Linked DNA regions of Zea mays: all the other regions are linked to region 3. A link is a contact called in public Hi-C data. All regions are on one chromosome and are shown on one strand. Each heading gives the region's core, a stretch centred on a gene start, on an enhancer-like site or on the middle of the called end of the contact. The rest is flanking DNA. Distances are from core to core; before and after follow the strand shown. Region 1 holds the start of LOC100280883. Region 2 holds the start of LOC100282980. Region 3 holds the start of LOC103632462 (FRIGIDA-like protein 3).

Evidence for each region. A called contact is a pair of places that touch in the nucleus more often than the background predicts.
Region 1: a Hi-C map of leaf shows a contact between it and region 3, with 6 times the contacts expected there. The contact joins the promoter of LOC100280883 here to the promoter of LOC103632462 in region 3. A contact is called at or near these places in 4 of 25 Hi-C or Micro-C datasets (ear, leaf and tassel).
Region 2: a contact with region 3 is called in a Hi-C map of leaf, with 5 times the contacts expected there. The contact joins the promoter of LOC100282980 here to the promoter of LOC103632462 in region 3. A contact is called at or near these places in 4 of 25 Hi-C or Micro-C datasets (ear, endosperm, leaf and 1 more).

Annotation. Positions count from the first base shown.
Region 1 is chr7:75,319,290-75,323,700 of Zm-B73-REFERENCE-NAM-5.0, reverse strand. It overlaps LOC100280883, which reads left to right and starts at 2,003. Exons shown (of 7, transcript NM_001153803.1): 1 at 2,003-2,150; 2 at 2,235-2,497; 3 at 2,610-2,760; 4 at 3,241-3,326; 5 at 3,415-3,519; 6 at 3,601-3,713; 7 at 4,236-4,411. The coding sequence starts at 2,110. The coding sequence ends at 3,674.
Region 2 is chr7:75,265,069-75,269,403 of Zm-B73-REFERENCE-NAM-5.0, reverse strand. LOC100282980 reads right to left here and starts at 1,553. Exons shown (of 4, transcript NM_001377969.1): 1 at 1,180-1,553; 2 at 773-874; 3 at 375-671. The coding sequence starts at 1,476.
Region 3 is chr7:74,991,020-74,995,288 of Zm-B73-REFERENCE-NAM-5.0, reverse strand. It overlaps LOC103632462 (FRIGIDA-like protein 3), which reads left to right and starts at 2,712. Exons shown (of 4, transcript XM_008654272.4): 1 at 2,712-3,117; 2 at 3,470-4,269. The coding sequence starts at 3,481.

The DNA.
Region 1 (4,411 bases), core at 754-3,253, 330 kb before region 3:
TAAGTCTAGTGCCTTTTGTTTTGTGTGTAGTTCAGTATATCATTTGTTATGAACTGTCAAGAACATAAGTACATAACACTAAAATAACTGGGTTCTCCCATAGTATTGATCTGAAAGCGCAAGATCATACTGATTCTGGCTTCCGTCATTGTTCTGTTGACTTGATATGTATCTTGGCTGGTTGAACTTAGTAATATTCTTTTGCTATCCTTTCTCCTCATTCTCTTATTGGACAATATCTCTCTCTGGTTGACAGGGAGCATGGAGGGTTCTAACTTGAAAGGTTTGGTAGATGATGAAATTGTCGTGAAGACAGGCAAAGCTGCAGGCATCGGTTTAGCTTTTGGCAGTGTGTATGGTGCACTACATTCTATGTTGTTTGATGGACCTCAGGTTGGCAATAATGTCAAGTATCCCCAGCTGATCAGAACTACCAAGGTGTGTGGGCATTATGCCGCAAGCTTAGCGGTTTTTGGAGCTACATTTGTAGGTGTCGAGCAGGCTCTTGCAAGGTACAGGATGAAGAAGGACATCATTAATGGTGCTGTTGCAGGTTTTGCTGCTGGTGCTTCTCTGGGTTTCAGTGGTAAGAGACATATTTATCTTGCTCCAGTGTTATTTCTAACTTAAAGCTATAGTAAAAATAAACTCTTGGGATATGTCGGTTACCTGTATTTGTGTGAATTGTCATCGATGACATTTTACTTGAAATTTCTCTATTAATGTCGACCACTTGTTCACACAATTTTCTTTGGTGTTGGGGCCATCATGCTTTGGAAATTTCTTATGCAGCATAGTAGAAATTATCTTCGTGCTATATGTGAACTTCATTTCTCAATTAATAGATAGAATTGCACTGGTGAGAAATGCGATGCCATAAAGGGTGCTTTGGAATTAGATTTGCTGTATGCATTTTTTTTGATAGGAGATTCTTGTCTGTTATCATAAGGTCTAGGATGCTAATTCTACCAGAGGAAAAAAATCAACATGAAGCATTCGACGATGCTTTACTGCAAATTTACATTTGACATAGTTACACCCATTGTTGCATGTTAGATATCATGGGAAGGCGTCTATTTATTGATTTCCTACTCATGTTACTCTTCCACTTCTACTGATGATCCTCATGTGTTGTCCCATGTGTTCATTACACAATTATTACCTTGTTCGATGAAGTAATATACTAATTTGTCAATGAGGCCTTGCTGTTTGTGCAGCTGGAAGCTTCCGGGCAGCATTCTTTTCAGGCTCTGCAGTCGCTTTGACATCTGTAGTGCTGGATGTCACCGGAACGAAAACTACTGATGAAGAAGAAAAAGGCCAGCACTAGCCACCCTGAGATATGGAAGAGTACTATCTGTTTCAGAGGAGTTTCATCTCTAAAGAAATGCTAGTAGAGTAGTAGTATAGGCGGCAGTGAGGATTTCTTAACCATCGATACTAGCACACAAACGTACTACTCCCTCCGTTTTTTATTTATTTATCGTGTTTTAGTTTAAAGTGGGCGACAAATATTCGAGAATGGAGGTAGTATGTTCATAATAGAGGTAGTAGGTTGTATACTTCGCTGGGGTCATGGTCTGAGGTAGTTGGTTGTTTCTTCCTGACGTATGCTCTATGCTTAAGAATGTATATCCCTTCTGTGCAGAGGGTTCATGCTCTTCTATGGTTTATATATATATATGTGTGTGTTTTCATTCATGCTGAAAAACAAAGTTGATCATGTCCTAAAAATAATTTGTCAAGAATTTTTCTCTCATCATTCATGCTGAAAAACAAAGTTAATCATTTCCTAAAAATACTTTGCCAAGAGTTTTGTAGCCTAACAAGATCTGGCTAAACCTCACGATGCTGGTGGTCTGCCCAGCACAAATGGCCAAAAGACAGTGGATCTGGCTAAACCTCCCGTGGATCCAGCGTGGCGTGATTCCATTGGCTCCCTGGATATCCCTCCTCCCTCTCGCGCTTGCAGCAAAATCCAATGCTTCGCTCTCGCTTCTGCAGATTGCTCGCTCCCCAAAACCTTCACAAAAAAAGCCACCCAAAAAAATCCGTTTCATAACTGAAAAAATCAAATAGAAAAATCAAGTGAAGCCGGTAAAGAAAAAAATGGCAGTGGTTGGCCTATCCAGTGCTTTCGCTCCTCTCAGGTGAACAAAGATTTCATTTCATCCCTGAGTGTAAGATTTTCTGCTGAAACCTGACGCCAATAGAATCTGTGTGCATGTGTTCAGAGGTTCTTGGATAGCCGTAAGGATCAGGCAGGGTGGCCAACGTGCAGGGATCAGCTTGTGTCCATCTCCAAGGAGCAGGAGGAGCTGCGCGGCAGTGGTTCGGGCGGAGGTGAGCTTCGTGGACGCCGACGAGGCGAAGAGGCTCGTGGGCGAGGAGGGCTACACGGTGCTGGACATCAGGGACAGGGCGCAGCGCGAGAGGGCACACATCAAGTCCTCCACACACGTGCCTCTCTTCATTGAGAACCAAGACAACGACATTGGTAGCAAACAACTATCGCCCGTGCATTGAGAAAGGCTATGCTTTTCTTCCACTTTGAGTTGAGTTCAGACCCTGTGTGCTGTGTTTAATTTTGATTTCTTCTTATTACTAAGGGACCATCGTGAAGCGCCAGCTGCACAACAACTTCGCGGGGCTCTTCTTCGGGCTGCCCTTCACCAAGCTCAACCCGGACTTCGCCCTGACAGTCAAGGACAAGTTCTCGCCGGAAAGCAAGCTGCTGGTTGTCTGCCAGGAAGGTCTCAGGTTTGTGGCTGAGCAAATCTCTCATCAAATCCCTTTGTCAGGACATGCTATTTGGATGGGAAAGTCAAGTACTCCCTATGATTGTAGAAACAAGTTGCCTCCACGGTTTTATGGGCCTCTTTGGGATTGGGAGGGATGCTGCTACAGTGTCCAAAGGAATCGAAGCCTGTTTTTCTGGTTTCTAGTTCATTTTGAGAAGATAGAAAAACAACTCACTGCTACATTGCACAGTATTTTCTAGAAGAAAAAAAGAGACCTGTTTTGAGAAGATAAACTCTCCAAACAAGACCAATATGTTCTCAATATATATAGTTATCTACGTATTGATGGCCCAAATTAAAATGTTCACCCAAAATGAATCCTAGAATGTCTTATCCATGCAATCACACACACACACAGAGAGAGAGAGAGAGAGAGAGAAGGCATTCTAGGACATTCTAGAATGTCGTACTCATCTGCTGTGCCTTTGGTCTGCTGAAGGTCAGCAGCTGCTGCAGATGCACTGGAGAAAGAAGGCTTCCAAAATATTGCATGCATCACATCAGGTCTTCAAACAGTGAAGCCAGGTACCACACTAATAAGCTTCATAGAATTTGTTGCTCCAAAGTGTCTTGGAGTTTAAGCTGTAACATATAGCTCAAAGTAACTTTACAGGAACGTTTGAATCTGTGGGGAAAAGTGAGCTGCAGAACGCGGGGAAAGCTGGCCTTGTGACCATCCAAGGGAAGATTTCTGTAGTCCTTGGGACTGTATTGATTAGTAAGATTATTGGATTACCCTCTTTCAGAGATAATCAAATGTACCAGCTCATCACCCTATCTTATGGGCGCTCATGTGCAGGTGCCTACCTGTTTATAACATTCTTCCCAGACCAGGCTGAGAAGCTTTTTGACTTGGCTGGCATCAGCTTGTGATCAGAGCTGATGTTCTTCGGTACTCCACTTCATAATCAGGTCATCATTTGCATCTGTTCGCTGAAATTATGTCAGAATTATGTTTATCCAGAGATCCCTGTCCTCTCCAAAATAGAAACGTTACAATTATTTGATGTCGATACGAGTTACATCTTGATTCTGAGGTTCCTTCATGTATTTCAATTCTACTTTGGAGTTTTCTAATGAATTTGACATGACTGCTCAAGTTAATGCTAGAATGCCTCTAACAATTCATTTGACATGCAAAAGTGCAAATGCCCTTGCTTTATTGTAATAACATCATAAACTCCCTTCTTCATAGGTAGTAAGACCAAAAAATGCTTTTAGATGCTAACTAGGGAAAAATACTATTTGATACTCATAAACTTGTAATAGTACCAAAAACAATGTGTTCTGTGGCAAGCCACAAAACTAGTTCAGGTTTTGATTTTCACCCAAGGAGCTAAGGTACTATTCTTTTACAAATAAGATGATAATCATTGCAGAATCTGGGTAAATGCTCAATATGAACTAATTGTATATAATTTCCATTTCCTGTAGGATGGTTGATCAAGTCAGATTCACTCAGATGTTTCCAGACTGAAAAGGAATTTTTGCTCTGTGTACTATTAGGGAATTCTTGAGAGATTAGCACTTAAATTCTTTGAAACATCCCTTTTCTCGATGTACCTCCTATATATATCGTATGCTTGATTCATCTACATGTTTGTGTTGCT
Region 2 (4,335 bases), core at 304-2,803, 280 kb before region 3:
AGCATGCCAACTTTCAAGGCTTCAGAAATCTTTTGAATAGCAAATATAGGAGATTATGGTCTTGATGTGTGCTGAAGTACGGTTGAAGAACGGGCAATGTTATTAATATCAGCAAATAAGTTTCTGTGGGAATGATATGTCAGAACAATATGGCACCAGTTGACGTAGTTGAGATGATGTAATTCTAACTCATCTGTACAATTAACAGTCAATATGTTAATTCCATATTTCCATCTATTTGACACCTAAATGATAACATAGAAGATTGTAGCACAACGTTTTTCTTTTGTTTGGCAATAGCCAAATGGTGACTACTATTTTATGAGGTTGGAAAGAAATGGCAGAAATGCATAAAATTTGCAAGAGAAGCTTACCGCGTTATTGAAAGTAGCAACAGCAGCTTCAACTTCTTCCTCAGAAGAGAATGTGACAAAGCCATACCCCTTTGACTTGGAGGTCCCCGGAATGTGGGAGACTGTTGCACTGAGGATATTCCCCTTTTCGGAGAAGAAGTTTTTAAGAACTTCGGTTGTTACAGTCTTCGCAAGATTACCAACATAAACCTTGTACTGACTATCTACAAACAGAGCCTCTGGTTCTGGTGCTGATCGGTCAATGTTCGGTAAGAAGCTCTCTGTGACGTTCACTTTAATTTTTCTATCACCAACCTCCTGGCACGAAAAAAAGCAGAAATATGAGTGATATCATGGCTGCATTCCACTTAAAGTTCACAAATATGGCCTGGAGCAGAATTACAATATTGGATGCTTACAGTCCCATTGAGAGCCTCAACTGCAGCATTGGCCTCTTCCGCTGTGCTCATCGTGACAAACCCAAACCGCCGGCTGCGATTCGTATACTTGTCGTACATAACCTGCAGGAAGTAATTGAGCATTTCAGCTTTTGGACACCTAAAGTTATTTTCGAGCATCAAAACATAGCCTTGTCAGCAATTCGACGGAACCAGTACGAGCAACTAAGGCCGGCCTCTCGTTTGATTGCACTAGAGCTAATAGTTAGGTGGCCCTAAATCACACACACGGGTAACCATTTCCGCGACACCAGTAATTATTGAGCAATAGTTAAATTAGATTGAATTTGGGGAAGAACAGAGTGGGAAAGGCAAGAACCAAAAAAGACCGAGAAGTGAGACACTGCAGAAGGAATGTGTTGCGTTACCTCGGCCCGCTCGACGGTGCCGTGCGCAGCGAACATGTCGCGGAGCTCGTCGTTTGTAACGGTCCTGGGGATATTCCCCACGTAGAGCTTCCGCGCCGCCACCGCCTCTGGCGCCTCGAGCACCGCCGAGGAGGCGGACACCCGCAGCGCCGAGCCCCGGCGCGACACCTGAGGCGCGGCGGCGGGCCGGAAGGAGATGCGGATAGGGGTGCACACGGAGACGGAGACGCAGGCAGGGCCCAGGCAGCGGCGGTGGAGGGTCGGAGGAGTTACTAGAGAGGAAATGGCGGTCGCCATTGGAGGGGAGAGGATAGGAGCGAGAGGGGAGGAGCCGAAGGAAGAGAGCGTTATCCGTTGTTGCGAGTGGGTTTGGTGTTTTGGAGGGGAAGGCCATGTTCGCAGATCAACCAGCTCAACATCCAGGTCCGCGGAAAACATATCTAGATTTACTCATTTAGGCCCGGTTTGACTCACGGCTAACTGTGCCACATTTTACCTAAGGTTAGTCGTCCGAATTAAAGAACTAACAAGTTAGGTAAAAATGTGGCTATTTTACCTAAGGTTAGTCGTCCGAATTAAAGAACTAACAAGTTAGGTAAAAATGTGGCAAATTAGATAGTAAACCAAATAGGCCCTTACTCTTCAATAAAATATTTTAGCTTCCTGTTCGGTTAATCACATTCCATATGTATTAGATAGATTTAAAAGAATTTAGAAAAAATTGACTCATTGGGATTTAAATGTACTCAGGGTTTGTTCGATTATTTCTGTTTTATATAGATCGAAGGAGATTGGGTCAGATTAAGATTGATTTTACTTATTATGTATTTAAATTGACTGCATCTAATCCACTTAGATTCAAGTCAAAACCAAGAAGTCCTCAATCTTTTACAATCCACATGGTTGAGATTAAAACGATCAGTACCTAAATCTGCTCTCTAAAGAGTGGATCTGCTCCATATTTAAATATTTGGCGAAACGCTTTAGTGGCTATTCCAGTAAATTTAATTGAGTTTGAAAAAATTGTCAACCGCCACTCGTTACGCACACTAGATTAGGTGGCGCCTCTTCGGGTGCTCTATCTAGCACAAGGGAAAAATATAGTTGACAATTATCCACATTATATTAAAATTCAGTAGATGATAATCCGGACGAGTAGGAGGGAGCCCGATCTTTCGATGAGAGATGATGAAGATTGGGAAAAAAAATATTGGAAGCCGATGTTGGCTGCTCGACTATCACAACCAAGATAGTGTGGTACCTTGAGCGACAGATATACCATCTCTTGATAACTATGAATGGGGTGGAGGTCGACGTTGTGCTATCTAACTACAACAACCACAAGGGTGATGCGCATTAGCGATAGTTACACTGGCTCCATTTGTTGCTGCTCTTGTCGTGCCAAGAACAGCCTTGAACTTGCAAACAATTGAGAACAAGCAAGGATAAGATAACAAGCAGACACTCACAGATCTAATAAAGTTGGGGTCCTATTTCAAGTATCCGGATGGTCTAGACTACACACGCGTTTACAAGGAAGTAGCTAAGGTTAATCTTACATCAAGCAAAACCCAAGTTCTTTGGTGGCTGCTAGTTGCTTAAATAGAGGTGTAGAAAGAAGAAATTCTGGTGGTTCTCTCGACCGTTCCTAGATGCCTTAGGTGTGATCTCACATTGATTCTTGATCCACTAGAAAGTAGACGAAGAGACCTTTCCAACAAGTGTTTATTTGCATTAAACAATCTTGAGAGTTGAAACATATGCCTCATTTAAACTTGTACTTGCTCTAGTTATGAAATCCCCTTGGGTTGGTGGAGTCATGAAGTTCTCTTGGTCGTTTCTAGACGCTTTCGTTGGGATCTCTCATTGATTCTTTATCCATGATAAGGTAGATGAAGAGAGCTTTCCAACAAGTACTTATTTGCATTAAACCACCTTGGGAGATGAAAGATATGCTCTATTTAATCTGGTGCTTGATGCATTTATAAAATCCACTCAGGTACAACAGCTTTTATTGTCTTGTTGCCTTCTCCACTTCAAGATGGTTCACAAAGTGACCACAAAACTTTAGTACCATATTTAGAGGGAAATTAGTTTCAATAGCAAGGAACAAGTTCACCTAATAATTAAGTTCATGTGCACAGGTGAGGGTCCTTTCTTAGTCATGACTTGTGAAGGGTTGTCTCTTTGGTTGTATCAATGGAAGCGATGTCCACATCATCCTCCCCTTCTTATAGTAGAGTAATCCTTGACTCTACCGTCTACTCCTCACCCAAGTTTGGCTTCAAATCTGATGTCGTGGTTGCCTGGTTGGGAATGTTGGAAATATCATTACTTGGTCCTTAATCTACTTCTTTAGTCCTCAATGCCTTCCCCGTATACTCAACACATCACTTGATCCATGTAAGAAGTTCTACAAATAAAAACACACACACATTACGACGTAATATCAATACTTCAAATATATCAAACTTAGTTACAATGTGGAAGAGTTTCACCTTTGTAATAGGAGCCATTAACATGGTCATATCTGAGCCGATAATGTTCTCATTATTCTCCCCTTCTTGACGGCAAACCATCATTGGTTTTGCATTATGATTGATGTTCATGACTAAGGGTTTTTCGAGGTCTTTCAAAATTAAACCTAAACCTTCAACTGAAGTACAAGAATTTCTCCTCTTATTGAGAACAAACCAATATCTTATTTGCACAATGTGAAGAAACAACATATATTGATGAAATATAAAATCTTGCACTAAAATTTTTCCTATGTTGTTGTACTTGCAAGCAATGTAAAATATAGCATGAGAAGGACAAGGCATAGTTGATCTAGCAAATAAAATATTGTCCAAATTTCCGATCTCACAAAGATCATCAAACTCAATATAGCCCTAAGTATTTAAAGAAGAGAGCAACTTCAATTCTTTAGTTTTGTTTACAATGCAAATGATATGATCCTTTTTAGACAAAATGTTTGGTTCAACATGTGCATTTTACTAGTTGTTGTCTAAGTGCAAGTGAATCATTATCCCACAACTCTTCGCTATCACAAGGGTCAACAAGCAATTCATCTTGTGATGATGGAAAAGCAACACTAAGTTGCATTATTTTTTTCTCTTGATCAGCGTGCAAAGCAGACAAAGAAGAGAAATTATG
Region 3 (4,269 bases), core at 1,463-3,962:
AACTTGAGCTCGCAAACTTTCTCTTATTTGGTCTCTGTATGGTAGAATTATGTCATTTTATAATCTCTGTTCGTTCAGTCAGTCGTTGTGAACTCTCTTCTAATCGCTCACTTCATTGGTCGTGTTGTATCAAGACATATTGAATGGAATAAATAATAACATCAGTTAGCCAAATCAAAAAAATATTATACAGAGAGCGAGACAATCAATAAAAAATCTTGAAATCTTTTTGTGGATAGTTTACATGGGTATTGTTGTAAGCCGTCGCAACGTACGTGCAACTGACTAGTAATATAAAAGTAAATCTAAAAACTTGTAAAATTCATATATTTCTCATTTTAACCCCGATTGAATCGGTTCTAGTTGGGTTAACTTCATAATAATATTGTCTACATGTAAATAACTCTATTATCATGTGACAATAATCTATGTTTATTGGATTAGCTATTCTAATATAGTTGACATAATATTCTGATTCTATAGTTATAATTGGACGAAAAATATGATCTCTAATCAAGCAAAAACTTGGTGTAAGGTTGAACAAAGTCACCTATATCTTTTCTCACATAATTTATATAGAATATAATTTTGCTAGTTAATCACCGAAAACTTCACAAAACCATATCTCTATACTCGTAACTTCGATTTTAGCCGTTCTCAAGCCTACGATCTCATAGCAACACGTAAAACATTATTACATGGTTTGTGCTCATGTTTGGTGTGATATTAATTTCTCATATAACATGCTTGTTTGTATTGTTGCGAGTAGACGAGCAAGTGACCGAGGAACCCAGAACTCAGCAAGTGGAAAATTCTGAGCAGGAGCTCGCTAAAGGCAAGTTGTGCCCTTGATCACTCTTCTTTATCCAATAATGTTCCTGTTAATCACTATGATATGCTCAGGTTAAATTGATGGGACCCAATAGGTTACCCTAATTTGGTTTACTTTACACCTTGCCTACCACTAAACTTTTAGGTAGTATCTGACTGGCTAGTTTTGTCTTCGTTTTGGCTCGAATTATTAATGTTTCTAATATACTTTGGGTGGAACCTTCCTCTGAAGCTTCTAGTCATCTCCGCATATCTTTGGGCTTCTTCCCTTCTTTGGTGGAAGTCATTATCTGCTCTGATATATTCATCCATCTTCTAGATAAGCTTCTCCAAGGATTGAAGAGGTTTTTGGCGAAATAATGAGCAGCTAGTCCTGAACGAAGCCCCTTGGTCATCACTTCGATGACAATCTCATTTGGGATTATGGGTGCTTGGGCTCAAAGCCAAAGGAACCTTCGGAAAAAAGCTTAGAGATATTCATCATGGTCTTGAGTGTACTGGAACAAGGCCTGAGCAGTAATTGGCTTCACCTAAAAGCCTTGAAAGCTTGTGATCATCATATCCTTCAGCTTATGCCATGAGGTCACTATGCCTGGTCGAAGGGAGGAATACCATGTTTGGGCATCACTTCTGACCGCCATGATAAACGTTTGGCCATTACTGTTGTGTTGTCACCATACGAAGATATTATAGCTTCGTAGCTCATCAGAATTTGCTTTGGGTCGGGATGATCATCAAACATGGCAGTTGAGGTGGTTTATACAATGGTGGCCAAGACATAACCTATAGCTCTACAGCCAAGGGAGAAGCATCATCATATAGGAAATCATCATAGTTGTAGGATTTGTGTTGAAGGTCATCATGATTGTGACCCTCGTGCCGAAGGTCCCTCTGGTGATATTGGTGCTCTTGTTGATCAGCGTGCTGCAATATTGCGCATTTGCTCGGATACTTCATCGATCTGTTTCTGGAGTTTAGAAAGCCAAAACATTTTCTCCTAACGTTTTTCAACTTGCTGATGGATCTCCTGATCAAGCTCGTCGTCTTGTGGTGTGGGGTCAACGACCTTTCTCTTCTGGTTTCATGCTTCTCGAAGAAGTGCATCTTCTCCTTAGTTGGGATCCAGGGGAGTGAGGACAACACTAGTTGTTGTTTTCTTTGGAGGTATGATGAAGCTTCTTGTGATAGTCGTGAGTTTATCGGAGGTGGGCGTCAATGTTGGTCACTCGTTTTTTATCCCTTCGGAGTATAAAATAATAAGAGAACACGATTAAATCAAGCTTCATCTTCATCCTTTAGTTCTTCCTTCTTGGAGAGAATATTGATTAAAGGATGAAGATGTAGAAAATAAGTGAAAAAGATGTAAAGAACATTTAAGATAAATTGTGCATAAGGCAAAGATATGGCATATGATTCAACCTTATAAGACATTACTTTCTTCCCATTCTTTATTATTCGATAAAAGGTTATAAGTATACTTTCGACTTCGCAAAGTTACAATAAAAAGAAGGGAATATAGCTTCAAAGACAAAGCAATCTGTTTACTCCGTTCAAGAAATTGTGTCCAATATATGACACTATTCCTCTATTTATATGCGTGGGGTACAGTTCCGACAAAAAATATATTTATGCCCTTAACCTTATACATTTGGACTAATGAATAAACTAAGGGTATTACTGTCCTTTCTTCTTGCTGTCTTGTTAAGCAAGCCTCGAAGATTTTTATAGCTTCGTCTTACTTCGTCAACCACGCATACACATTGTTGATTTAAAGCTGGTGTCTTCATACTTGCGTCCATAACAGTTCTAGCCGAAGGTGATCTTTGGTGTTCGGCCGGTAACACTTGAAATAGACTAGAAAATAAGGGTTAAGTTATTGTTTTGAGGACTTTGGAAAGAAGATAGTTCTAACCTAGGTTTGGATAATTCGTTTTGCTACGGTATAAAAACCCATAATCCAAAATTTACAAAATGCAAAATCAAAACCGCGACACTGAACACTAAACTTTGGTTCGGCTTTTAATATTTTGGTTTGATTTTTCCATTTTGGTGAAAAAAATTGTCCAGCCCTATCTGCTCGCCCCGGGGCCCGGGCAAACACTCCCAGCCTGCCGCTCCCCACATTCCCGTTCCGCTCACAGCGGAAAAGGAAGCCGGCTAGGGTTTCATCTTCCTTTCCCCTCCTCTCTTTCATCGACGACCGCTGGCCACCCCCTCGATCTCTTGACCCGGAGGCGAGGACGGGGGCCAGCAGCGGCCGCCAGCGCCTGCCCGTCTTGTTATAGGGTGAGTGCCCGATTTTGCTCTCAGTCTCAGATCCAGTCATTTTCCTTCCCATTTATTAGTATTTGGGTAGCCTCGTGGTGGGGTAGAAACCTTGATTAGTTTGGTCCATCGAGAATCCAATTTTCTCGAGTGGGAGCTGACCTTCATTCCCATCCGCGTTTTTACATCTTTCTGTGGAAATCTAGGAACGCCTTGTAGATGCTTGCGTGTAGTGCTGTGTGCCTGTGTTCTTGAAATAAAAGTAGTTGCTTTGTGAGGGCTTTCAGATGTTTGATTTAATTGGAGAAATTGATATGATTTGTAAGGTTGTGAGTGTTTTCTTCTTTCGGACGTGCTGTCTTCTTTCTTGCAGGAGCGTTCGCCATGTCTGAAATGGAGTCTGTCGCGGCTCTTATGGACTCGACAAGCTCCAAGATACAACAGCTTCAGGAGGCATTCGCTGAGCTTGAGAGCCAGAGCGCTTTCTGCATGAACTTCAAGTGGAAGCAGCTTGAAGACCACTTTCGTGGTCTTGAACAATCCCTCAAGAAAAAGTTTGACGAGCTAAAAGAGCAGGAGAAGGAGTTCCAGGAGACTGTCGCAAAATCAGAGCAGATGCTGGAGCAGCGGGAGGCAGCTGTTGTGGCCAAGGAACTGACCTCTTTGGAGAGGTTGCAGGAGAAGAGGGAAGCTGCATTAGCTATGATCTTTAGCAAGTCCAGGCTTTCCTTACCTGTTCCTTCCATCAACCCAATGAACAAGGCACTGGATAATCTTGGTGTCAAGTGGCCTAAACCGGCTTCTGAGGAGAGTGTGCACTTGCAAGTTGATAATGCTGCAGTGAGGCCTCGTTCTGAGCTTGTTGCACTCTGTGAGGAAATGAATGTGAACGGGCTTCATAAGTTCATATCCGACAACAGGAAGAACTTGGCAGCCATCCGCGAGGAAATTCCTAGTGCACTGAAGAAAACATCTCATCCTTATGGCCTGGTGTTGGATTCCCTGGAAGACTTTTATTCTGGAGATAATCTTGTATTAGATGGAAAAAAGGATGGTGACCTTCTGGGTGTTAGAAGGACATGTTTGATGTTGATGGAGTCACTTGGACAACTGCACTCTAATGATATAACTTGTTCTTCTTTGGAGAGGCACATGCTTACAACTAATATCATA